Linked DNA regions of Mus musculus: region 2 is linked to region 1. A link is a contact called in public HiChIP or PLAC-seq data. All regions are on one chromosome and are shown on one strand. Each heading gives the region's core, a stretch centred on a gene start, on an enhancer-like site or on the middle of the called end of the contact. The rest is flanking DNA. Distances are from core to core; before and after follow the strand shown. Region 1 overlaps Nrxn1 (neurexin I). Region 2 has its middle 360 kb from the start of Nrxn1.

Region 1 (5,653 bases), core at 1,188-3,687:
TGATAGCCCCTTACCAGGAATCACCTATCTCACTAATGTGCCTAATCAGGGAAATGATTAAAATTGGAGTCCCAACTGCCAGGCCAACTCTAAATTCCTGTAAGCCAATAACAATAATTAGCTGTTTGAGTCAGGAGAGCCTCAATTCAGATATAGAGCTTTTCAATTCTCTGAGCAATATATTTTTTCAGATAACTATAGTCACCAAATGTCTGGTTTCTGTTTCACAGAAGTTGAACTCATGAAATCTGTCTAATATAGAAAGTGCAATAAAGAAAAACATTATGGCTCAGTCTCAAAGAGAAAAAAAACAACTAACATCTGACATCCATCTAGGTGCCTCATGCTTTCTGAGAATCAGTATTGAAAAAATATCTTTCACATTCTCAAGCCATTCTTAGATATTTTAATTTACCATTTATTTTATTTAAACTACCACAAATCTGCTTTAAAAAAAACCTATTTTTGTGATTGCAAGCATCTGCATTAAAACACACACACACATATCTGTGTTTTAAAATATAAAATGCATGTACTTTATCTGAGGAAACTACTATGCTTATCTGAAGATGCAACAATGGCCTTAGAAGTTGTTCATCCTGAGATATGGCCTGCCCATCCCTTACAAACTCTTCTAGACTGGCAGGCTTCTGAGGTTTTCTTCATTTGGCAGACCAGAAGGAAATGAATCCTGTTCTTTGTTTCATGGAGAAAAAGACTCACAACTTGTTCTCTCTTGGCACATCACATCTCTTCCTGATTCCAGCACTCTCTTGGATGATTCCCAGAAACAAATTCCTAACCTTTGGCAATTGCCTAGCCTTGGAACAATTTGGAAAAAGGAAGTTCAGAATAAATAAAACAGTCATTGAGACACTGGTCTCAAGAATAGAGCAGAGAACATGCTTGTCATTAAGGAATGTGAAATTAGAAACAAGACTGATTTATGAAGTGCTTACAAGTAGTTTCCTTCATATTAATAACTGGTAGTAAAGAAATAACTCTCAATTATAATTTGAAAGAACTAATTGCAGAATTATAAGATTTACAATCTGGGAATAACTTTGAAGTGCATCTAAAAATAATTTCCCAGGATGTTTTGGAAGGTGTATATTATATAATATGACAATAGCTGATATATATATATATATATATATATATATATATATATCTTTAGGTCAACTTGGTAACATTTAACATGCACATCCAGAATTTTCACGAATATGATAGTGTTGTGACTATCATTATATCTCTTAAAACAACTTCCATTCAACTGAAGCCCTGCATCCTTAATCGGTACCTACCCAGTCTCATACCATAACCTATGACAGCTCCATCCCCTGTTAGTCTTCACTGTGTTCATGTTCTATGAGGCCAACAATATCAGATTCTATTCATTAATGGAATTATGCAGCATTAATCTTTCTGGTCCTGCTTTATTTTGCTTAGCATAATGTTTCCTGGGTTTATCCCCATTGTTGTAAGCAGACTAATTTTTCCTTTTTATGGTTAGCTTTGTGACTATTTCACAACTTACATGTTTCCCATTTCATCATTCATTCATCTACTGATGTTAAGTTCAGGTCATTCCAAATTTTGGTGTTTCAAGGAAAAAAGTGAAAAGAATTTACCAAATAACTGTTATAACTTACATTATACTAGACTGTTGGTAGCAATAGTGTGTAAGGACTCTTATTTCTCCACATTCTGACCATCATTTGTTACCAGTTGCTCTTCATATCAGACAATGTAACTGGAGTGAGGTGATCCATGTGTATTTTCCTGGCTATTATCAGTGTTGAACATATTACCATACCTTTTGGCCATTGGCAAAGCTTATTTTGAAGCATGACTACTCTTCAACTGCCCTTGGTTTTGGGTTGCATTCATATATATTTATAGTAAGTCCACATTATGTCAGTAGACTGTGATTATGCACTACTTAAAAAAAGAAAGGGATTCTCTAGAACTGGATTCCAGCTCTGTCCAGAGGTAAGCTGATATAGATACAGTGAAATCACCTGCCACACACTGGTGGCTGAACCACTTGCCTTTGGAGGTTAGAATAGCCTTGCATGTGAGATAATACAAGCTTTCTAGCAAGCACGAAGAGGCAGATACATCTCAGACAAGTAACTCCAGACTCAACCCTGCATTTTATCTCTCCAGGCTGGGGCAATATTTGTTCAGTTTCTCAGATCTGTGGACTATGTAAGGAGGCACATGATTCACAGCCACAATGGTGATTCCAGTATTCAAGAATGGAAGCATTTCTTTGCAACCTATTTACAGTCTACTTGCCCTTGGCCAGGAAGAAATTACCACCATGTAATTAAATGAGTCACTTACTAAAGTAAAGATGAACTGAAAGACCACTCATTAGAGCAGAGCACTCTGAAAGCATCTCTTCTCCAGGATGCTTAGGACAGAATGCGCTGACTCATTCTGAGGCTTTCCCATGATGGAGGCCAGCATGATGCCCAGCAAGAGGTAAGGGCTTGGTACTGAACTGAATGAAGTCAAACCCAGTCTGCTTACTCTAAAACAGCTACCCTAAGCCCAGCCTTTGTTCAGGTCCTACATCATATATAGGTTCTTATAAGTCTGACTCAGACTTAAACAGTCAACTTCTTTAGGACTTTTCAAGGTTAGCAATGTTTAGCCTTCTACAGATATAAGTACACAGCACAGGGCACTAACCTTAGCCAACAGGAATGAAATTGCAATTGATTTGGTTCTGTGATTATTTAACATATAAACATGTGCTCATTGAGAAAAATGATATCTGGACAACTGCTGTTGTATTTCTGCCAATGGCCAAGCGGATGCTCATAAAATCTTACTGGAGGGCAGCAAACCTGCAGATTTGCAGAGATGAATCCTAAGGTAGGCTTTGTTGTGTTGCTAATCAGGACTCCCTCCTGTTATGAAGAGAAGCCTACACGTTGTAGTCTGAAGCCACTTCACAGTGCTCATATTAATTTACATTTCAGAGCAGATTTCTACCTATTTGTATTCAACTGAAGGCCTAATGCACATGGCACTATGAAAGAAAGGGAACAATAATAGCTGTTTCCCCACCAACCATCCTTTGACTTTTTTCCAGAATCTAGAAGCTCTGAGAAACTGAACTGAATACTCTTGGACTATCTGGACAAGCAGGAAGTACTAGCAGTGATTTGTCACTCTCTGAAACTTGCTTATCATGGGAAACAAATGCCTTCTGATTTTTAAATCTGCCCCATGTTAGACATTAATATTTGATAGCCACATATATTTGATTCCAAAGTATAGCCTAGCTTTCATGCAAACAGTATTCAAAGTGTGTTGTAACTCATATGGTCTATTTATTACACTTAACCTGATGAAAATATTCATGCTCACACAACTATATTATGTAAAATTCATTTTTTATTTTACTCACTTGCTTAAAACGTTATAGGTTTAGTATTTGAACTTTTATCAAATATATACATTGTTTTTTTTCTTTCAGCCTTTGGGGCCGAAGTAAAGGATGGAGGTTTTATTAAGGTTTTCAAGATGACTAAGATTTCAGAGTAAATATGAACTGATTAAGTTGAAAGGGCTGAAATGGTATGCCCCAAAGGCTTTAATCTATGTGTAGGACAGGGACAGGTGTTGTGGAAATCACAAATATTATTCACCAGGAAAAACAAAAGTGATGCTCTTTATATAGTGTTTGTCCTTGTGACCAGCACAAAAGAGGGAAAAAAGATGATACTCTCAGAGAGTCTACCAATAACCACTCCCACACCTGTCTCCATGTTTATCATGTAGCTAGCAGTGAAACTCTGAGGGCTCTGTCACCCCTCACAGGTGGCCATCACTGGGTAGTATGATTATTATCAACTTTATAGCCCTTCTAGTGATCTGTTTTTACCTCTCTCCTGAATCTGCTACAAAAGGAGATTATCTGTAAAGAAAGAAAATAAATGATAGAAAAGGTAAAATTGGAAATGTATGTTTTGGGGAGTTTTCATAAAACTGATGGTGGGGGGATAAAATAAAATGATTATATCATGCTGCCTGACAAGGTAATCCCTAAGTGGGAGAATTTTCACAGATATACATTTCTAACTGTGTGCAAAGTGTGAGTGACAAGACACAAACACAAATTAATGAAACCAGAGGAAAGCCATTTAGCAGCTAGCTTGTTTCCATTTCTGTTATAATACATTCATGATGACAAGTTAGGGAATTCCTGCAGGAATATGCATACTAGTTAAATAGAGCAGCAGTAAAAACAATAGAACATACAGGAAAATATATGGCTTTTATAAAAATATTAAATTAATATACTATAAAAAGAAAGTGGGTAGGTGATGCATTCACTATTCCTTTGGAATCTCTACGGTGATAAAAACAAAAGCAACCTGCTCCTTTGTTTTGGTACTGGAAATGCTGTCTACTGGCTTGTCACTGAGGTCTGCATGGAGATTCCCGTTTTATGAGACTCTGACTTCATGTGTGATTGACTTTGGTAGTGTAGCACATTCCTGTTCCTGGCACTCATGTGTAAATGCTCTAACTGACTTTAACAATCTCAAAGTACGTGTGTGAGAGCCAGAATTCAAGATCCCGTACTTATCAATGATAACACTGAATCAATTCCTTGTGTTTTAAAATGCCACAATTTTCTATATGTTAAGTTTCCTATATGTCTAGTATATTTAAGTTTTATAGAATATGAATCATCAGAGAAATCGTCTCAACTGTCCTCTACTTTTCAATATGATCACAACCCATATTTATAGCCATAAAACTAAAGGGAAAATGTTGTAAATACATACAAAACGTGTAATCTGAGCATATTGTTTTGCTTTGTTTCCTTTTCAAAACAGAATATCAAGGCAGAGTCCACTATGCAGAAAGCCTCTAGGTTTCCAAAAACTGAAAGCTTATGCCAGTAAATCACAACTGTTTTACCATATGCCTCATTGTTATGGCAAGTATTACCAGTCTGCTCTACTTTTAAACAAACTTCATTATATTATAGCTCACAGCAATCCTCATTAAAAAGTATTACTGAAAAATGCCAAGTTGTTTTTATAGAGGAACTGGAATTTATTTTCTACTGAAAGTCAGGTTGAACACAAGACATTTTTAAAACATCGGTTTTATCTCAGAATTTGCTTGAAAATTGTCAGTTCCTATCTTAATTGTGAGACTTCCATGTCTCACACGAGGACAGTCTAAAGAATGTTTGTCTCACACAGATGAGCTAATTTTTATCAGAATTTCTCATTTTAACAAATCTACCCGTATTTTAAAACTTTGACTCAGGTTGGTGAAAACTGTCTCTGTATGTTCACACCACTACCCATCCTTTTGCTGACCCATGACCTTTCCTCCTGGCTCTCAGCCAGGACTTTCCTGTGTCTCACTGGGCAAAAAAAGCCAGAAAGCCTTCACCTGGAAACATCACATTCTTTTCCATTAAAAAGTTTGCCTTATCTTCAAATGCTAGACATCCCTGGTCATAAAGATCCTGTGGTCCAAGAATGGCCAGATACATTTTTATTCTTCCTTGTCATTAACTTTAGCCTTGTGGTCATAAAATTTTGATCCTTTGTCTTAGATACCATTCAATTGCTGTGAAGAGACACTGTGACGGAAGCAATATACAGAATTA
Region 2 (5,494 bases), core at 1,439-3,938, 640 kb after region 1:
TCCAGGGGACCAATCTCTGGGCAAGGAGTAGGCGGGACTTCTGTGCTAGAGAGAGGAAGAGGGGAAGTAGAAGAAGAGAGTTGGTGGAGAGTAGATTAGAAGGCAAAAATGTAGCTAGTGGAGGATGGTGTTTCAGGTGGTGGATCCACTGGGATCCACTACCAGAGGATTTAAATTGCAATGGCTTACAAATTAGGATGCTAGTTGGTGCACCCAGTATTTGTGTTACCTGGTAATTCTGAACTAACTTTGTGTGGTGTTTTCTTTCATGTGACAACTCAACTGGTTTCCGGAGAGAAATATGTGGCGGCAAAGAGTAGGTTTGCAAGAAGTGCATCCTAAAAGACCCTGGGAATTTGGAAGCACGGTGCTGGCATGGCAACAACCTGCATGGGAACTTAGCAGCCAGGTGGAGAGATTTTAGAGCTCCAGGTCAGAGAGTCTGCTGAGAGGAGAACAGGCCAAGCTGGCCTGTCTGTCGGTGCCTTGCCAGTGTGGCATGGATTGTTTTTTAATATTTCATGCTATAAGTGCTCATGAAAAAGCAGGTGCATTCATTAAGAAAACTAAGCACAGAACACATTAACTTGTCCTGTGCCTTTTCTAACTGTCTCACAAAGCATTTTGTAGCAGTTACCCGAATATATGAAAGAGTTCATTTTCTTTGGCTAAAATTGTATTATTATTATTATCATTATTATTATTTATTGGAAAGAATATTGGATTCAGCCCATTCTAGGCAAGAGCCCTACCAATAATCTATATTCACCTCCCGTTTTTTAGTTTCTAAAGTTTGAAAGAGATGCTCAGGTTAGCCTTGAACTCATTCTGTCGAAGAATATGCCTTGAGTGTGTCATATTTCTGCTTTCACTCCTGAGCAGCAGGGATTACAGGCCTGTGCCAGGCCCTGCTCAAGCTATGAGTTCATGTGCTATTTGCTTCTGGAAACATTCTTATGGACTTATTTAGAAACTGAGTCACTAACTATCATGGCATCCCTTAACCCAGTCAAGTTGACACATCAAATTAACCTGCCAAATGGTGTTAGTGTATTAAACACAGTGAGTCAACATTTAAGGAAGGTATCAGCTTCATGGCTATTTAAAAGCAATCTTCCTAAATAAATGAAAGCCTTATAAATTATATATTGTTATTAGACATTTCATATTTGCAGACCACACTTGTTTATATCACTTTATGGAACTAATTAATAAAGACTGGCAGACTTCTACAGTATCCCTCTAGTAAAATCTGAGAAATATAGTAGAACATAAAAAGACTCGGCAATGTAGAACATGGACTGAGAATACTGCTCAGCTGCACAGCATGCATGAAACCCTTGGTTCAATACTTACTACAACATAAATAGTTGTGGTGGTGACTACCTGTAATATTGCCTATTGTGGGTGGAATTAGTCGGATCAGGAGCTTGATGTCATCCTTGGTTACACAGTGACTTTGTGAACAGAAATGACTTCAAGAACCATTATCTCATTATTTTTTATTGTTTTTTTGTTTAGAGTTCTACACCAACTTTACAAGAAATATTAAAATGTATTAAGATTGAATTGCTTATTAGTTTCATATTAGCAGTACCCTTTCAATATTTTGAAATATCTCATAGACCTCACTCATAAAATGCCTTTGGCAATTTGGTATCTTGGTAAGGTCAACTGGTGAATGCTTTTAAGATATATATATTAAGTTATATATATATATATAGTTTTATATATATATGCTTTTAATATATATATTAATGCTTTTAATATATTAAGCTATATATATAACTTAATTTCAATATATAACTTAATTTTTCATAATTTGCCTTGGTGTTTCCATCAACATGAACAAAGATCTCTCTCCCTCAGTCTATCTTCCCTTCCTTTTCCCTTCCCCACTTCTTTTTCTCCTCCCTCCCCTGCTCTCTCTCTCTCTCTCTCTCTCTCTCTCTCTCTCTCTCTCACACACACACACACAAACACACACAATTTAGAATGACATTTTGTTCAATTGCACTTATAGTCAAGCCTTTGATGCACATATAACATTTTAGAATACATAAACCTCATGAATTCTGGTCGCAATAACTTAAGAGTAGGACACTCATTCATCCTTACCATTTTGCTATGTCTGTAGCTGAGACTGGCCCTAAGTGTGCTATGCAGTTAAGAAAAACCCTGAACTCTACCTTTTGCATCGACTTCTGAAGTGGTGGGTTTACAAGTAAAGCGTCACATCTGGAAGTCAAAAATTCTCCTTGATTGTGAAATTATATCATTTAAAATTCACAATGTTGGTCACAAATGTGTACCCTTTACAACAGAATCAAAAGAGGAGGAGGAGGGGGAGGAGGGGGGAGGAGGAGGAGGAGGAATAAAACAAGAAAAAGAACACACACTGTGAAATCCTTTCAGAACACTTTAAACAAAGGACTTTCAATGCATAGTGAGGGATGTAGTCTCTGAAATGTCTGGAATATTTTAAGAGGTAAAAAAAAAAAAACCACATGTCTTGCTTCTCATAAAGTTGTGGAAATGGTGTTTATATATAGCATGGGTCTAAAGAATATACAGAATTTAGGGGAAAATGTCAGAGATATAGCATGTTGCTAATGGAGATTCTCCCAGAGCACTAACTAGGACCTTTGCTGGCTCCGCCAGCTAAATATTCTCTTTGTCTTTTCTTATTCTGTCAAGTCAAATATGAGGCCACATTTCTCTGAAAATCCCTGTTGATTGAATTCTGGAGCCCAGATAAGCATAGTGACAGAACTTCAAGTAAAAAATATCTGAAGGGAAGAGATGTAAAAGACATCACTTTTCATCTAGAAGCTACCATCTGGGGAAATGTAAGGCAGCCTTTCTCAAGTCATAGCTACCACCTCATTACAAATGCTTCTTTAGTGCTACTCAGCTGCTCATTTGTCTCTCTTCTCTCCACCTGCATATCCTCCTGGCCAAAATTTTAATAATGGTTGTCCCTTTTCCCAGCCCTAAATGTGCCAAGCTCTGGACAGCTTGTGAAAGGCTTTGCTTCAAAGTTAAATGGAGAATTTGGCCAGGATTTAGCTGCCATGGAGACATCCTAGATTTTTTTTTTCACTTCAGCACACATTTGTCTAAACTGAACTCCTTTTTAAGTTCTTCTTCACAGTACCTCTCTTCTCACTGTTTTAGGCCACCCCTCTCACTTTGTCTTTCTTTATTTGCTACTATTTGTTTGACATAATTTAAGAAGTTCTAGTGTTTGAGGTCTGCATATATACTTACTAACTCTCTATGTTTATTTGTTGTAGCATTCTTTATAACTATGCTTTATTTCTATTGGAAAGCTCAAAACTGATTTAACCTACTTTATTTCTGTCCAAGGATGGAGTACCAGTGTTTGCACTGAAATCCTATAATATCCTGAAGACATTTGCCCTACTCATAGTTAATGACCTTGCCTTGTTTCACAATAACTATAAGTTGAGGTTCACTACCATTTGGAAATTTTGTTGACCTAATCTGACAAACAGACAGTGGTGGAAACCTCTCCAGCTTTCAGCCCTCTCATTTTTGTATTATCTTAATGCTGTTATATTACTGGCTTTGACTTCCCTCTGAATCTATCATTTCATCGAATCTAAATTCTACCTTACAGAATTATTTTTAGCTAGCAATATGACAACCTTGAATGCAGAGTTGATTCAATGTGTATACAACTATAGTGGAGAACAGCACAAACTAGCTCTATCATACTGTAAAAGAGAGGCTAATTCCTGAGTTTGAACTGTAATCCTCAATTCAGCTATCTATTTTAACTATTATTAGTTTTTGTTTCCTTAGGCTCTATCCATTGTGAAACTTGTTTCACTTCTCAGGTATGCTTATTTCTCTGCCTTACCAAACCCACTATCCACTGTTTAAATGGATTTCTGGGACATGAAATCTTAGGAAATCTTTGGTTCAATCTTAAAGATGTTTGGATCTTGGCTCTGCCATTTTCTTTTTAAAAAAAATATCCTATTTCTCTAGGCCAAGTCAAGCTACCCTGAGCAGCTTGCAACCTCAGTGGATCTCAGGGGATCTCCACTCTCCTCCCACTTCCCCACCCTCATTCTCCAGACCTGAGGCTCCTGAACCATACAGAATTGTAGGTCCTCAACCACAAAGCCTAAGAAAACTCACCAGAGGCCAGCACAGCAGGATGATTGAGGTCAATGCCCCTTCCAATACCCCTTACAACAAGAAGATCTAGGGACCAAAACCAACCAAACAGCTAAAGGTCCTTGAAAGAATACAGTCACAAGAGCCAAGACAATATGACTCCTCCAAAACAGCTATTTCACTACAGCTATCCCTGGTTATCTTAAGACAAATGAAACACAAGAAAATGACCTTAAATAAAATCTTATAAAAATGATCAGAGGCCTTTAAAAAGGAAATGAATAAAACTCTTAGGAACATACTGTAAAATACAATTAAACAGGTGATGGGGATAAATAAAATTGTGCAAGACCTGAAAGTAGACATAGAAGCAATAAAGAAAACACAAACTGGGCAGGAAAGATTGCACAGTGGTTAAGAGCACTCACTGACTGCTCAGAGGGCCTGAGTTCAATTTCCAGGAACTACATGGTATCTTACAACCATAGTATTGGAATGTGACGCCCTCTTCTGTTGTGTCTGAAGACAGCTACAGTGTACTTACATACATCCACCTTGTTGAATCACCATTTCCTTCTTTTTTTTTTTTTTCTTCAAGTGAAAACAATTTTAACCCATCATCAAACATGATGTAAAATTTGTACAAAAGCTCAGAATTTTGCTTGGATGAAGACTGTAGACTAGCACAATATGGTAAACCAGGTCATTTAAAGTTGGCAGTGCTTGAGACTCATACAAAAAGCTGTGTGCACACATGGACATGTAATTTGTATCCTGAAGATAAAAAGTCTACTGACTTCCTTCATTGGAAATTATAATAGAGAAGGCAAAAATCTTGTGTTCTATACTTAAACATTTGTTTTAAACAATGGAGAGGAAGGTGAAAGGTGTAGGTAGAAATTCAGTGTTCTGTACAATCATTTGATTGTTTTAAATAATGGGGAGGAAGAAGAAACATAAAAGGAGATTCCAATTATGAAAACTCATTATTCAAAACTTTCTAAATACTTTATGACATCATATAGAATATAGTAAAATATGTAAGAATGCCATAAAATAAGTAAGAAAGTAGTAAAAATTTAAAAATAAGTTTATAGTCTTTTTTTTTCCCAGAGTGAGGACCTTGTGCTTGCTAGGCAAGCGCTCTACCACTGAGCTAAATCTCCAACCCCTATTGTCTTATTTATCAATTTATTTGCTCTCTCTGTCTCTCTGTCTCTGTCTCCGTCTCTGTCTCTGTCTCCTTATGAGGACCAGATCTTACTGCTTACCCCTGGACAGCCTAGAAATTGCAATGTAAACGGGTATAGTCGAATACTCAATGGTCTGTCTGCTGTTACCTGCT

The links. HiChIP or PLAC-seq counts read pairs in DNA pulled down with a chosen protein or histone mark.
Region 2: a contact with region 1 is called in an H3K27ac HiChIP or PLAC-seq map of neural progenitor cells, with 11 times the contacts expected there. The contact joins two enhancer-like sites. A contact is called at or near these places in 2 of 484 Hi-C or Micro-C datasets (cerebellum and cerebral cortex) and 2 of 115 datasets of contacts at active chromatin or transcription factors (astrocytes and neural progenitor cells).

The regions. Positions count from the first base shown.
Region 1 is chr17:90,813,159-90,818,811 of GRCm38.p6, forward strand. All of the region lies in intron 5 of Nrxn1 (neurexin I), which reads right to left. Among named protein-coding and RNA genes, the nearest start is that of 4930480K15Rik, 45 kb to the right of the region's middle. Within about 2 kb of position 2,438, at least 21 of the 459 cell types and tissues checked have an H3K27ac peak or open chromatin away from gene starts, as enhancers often do. A contact at or near this core is called in neural progenitor cells, where this site is marked.
Region 2 is chr17:91,448,938-91,454,431 of GRCm38.p6, forward strand. No RefSeq gene overlaps it. Among named protein-coding and RNA genes, the nearest start is that of Nrxn1, 360 kb to the left of the region's middle. Within about 2 kb of position 2,689, at least 23 of the 459 cell types and tissues checked have an H3K27ac peak or open chromatin away from gene starts, as enhancers often do. A contact at or near this core is called in neural progenitor cells, where this site is marked.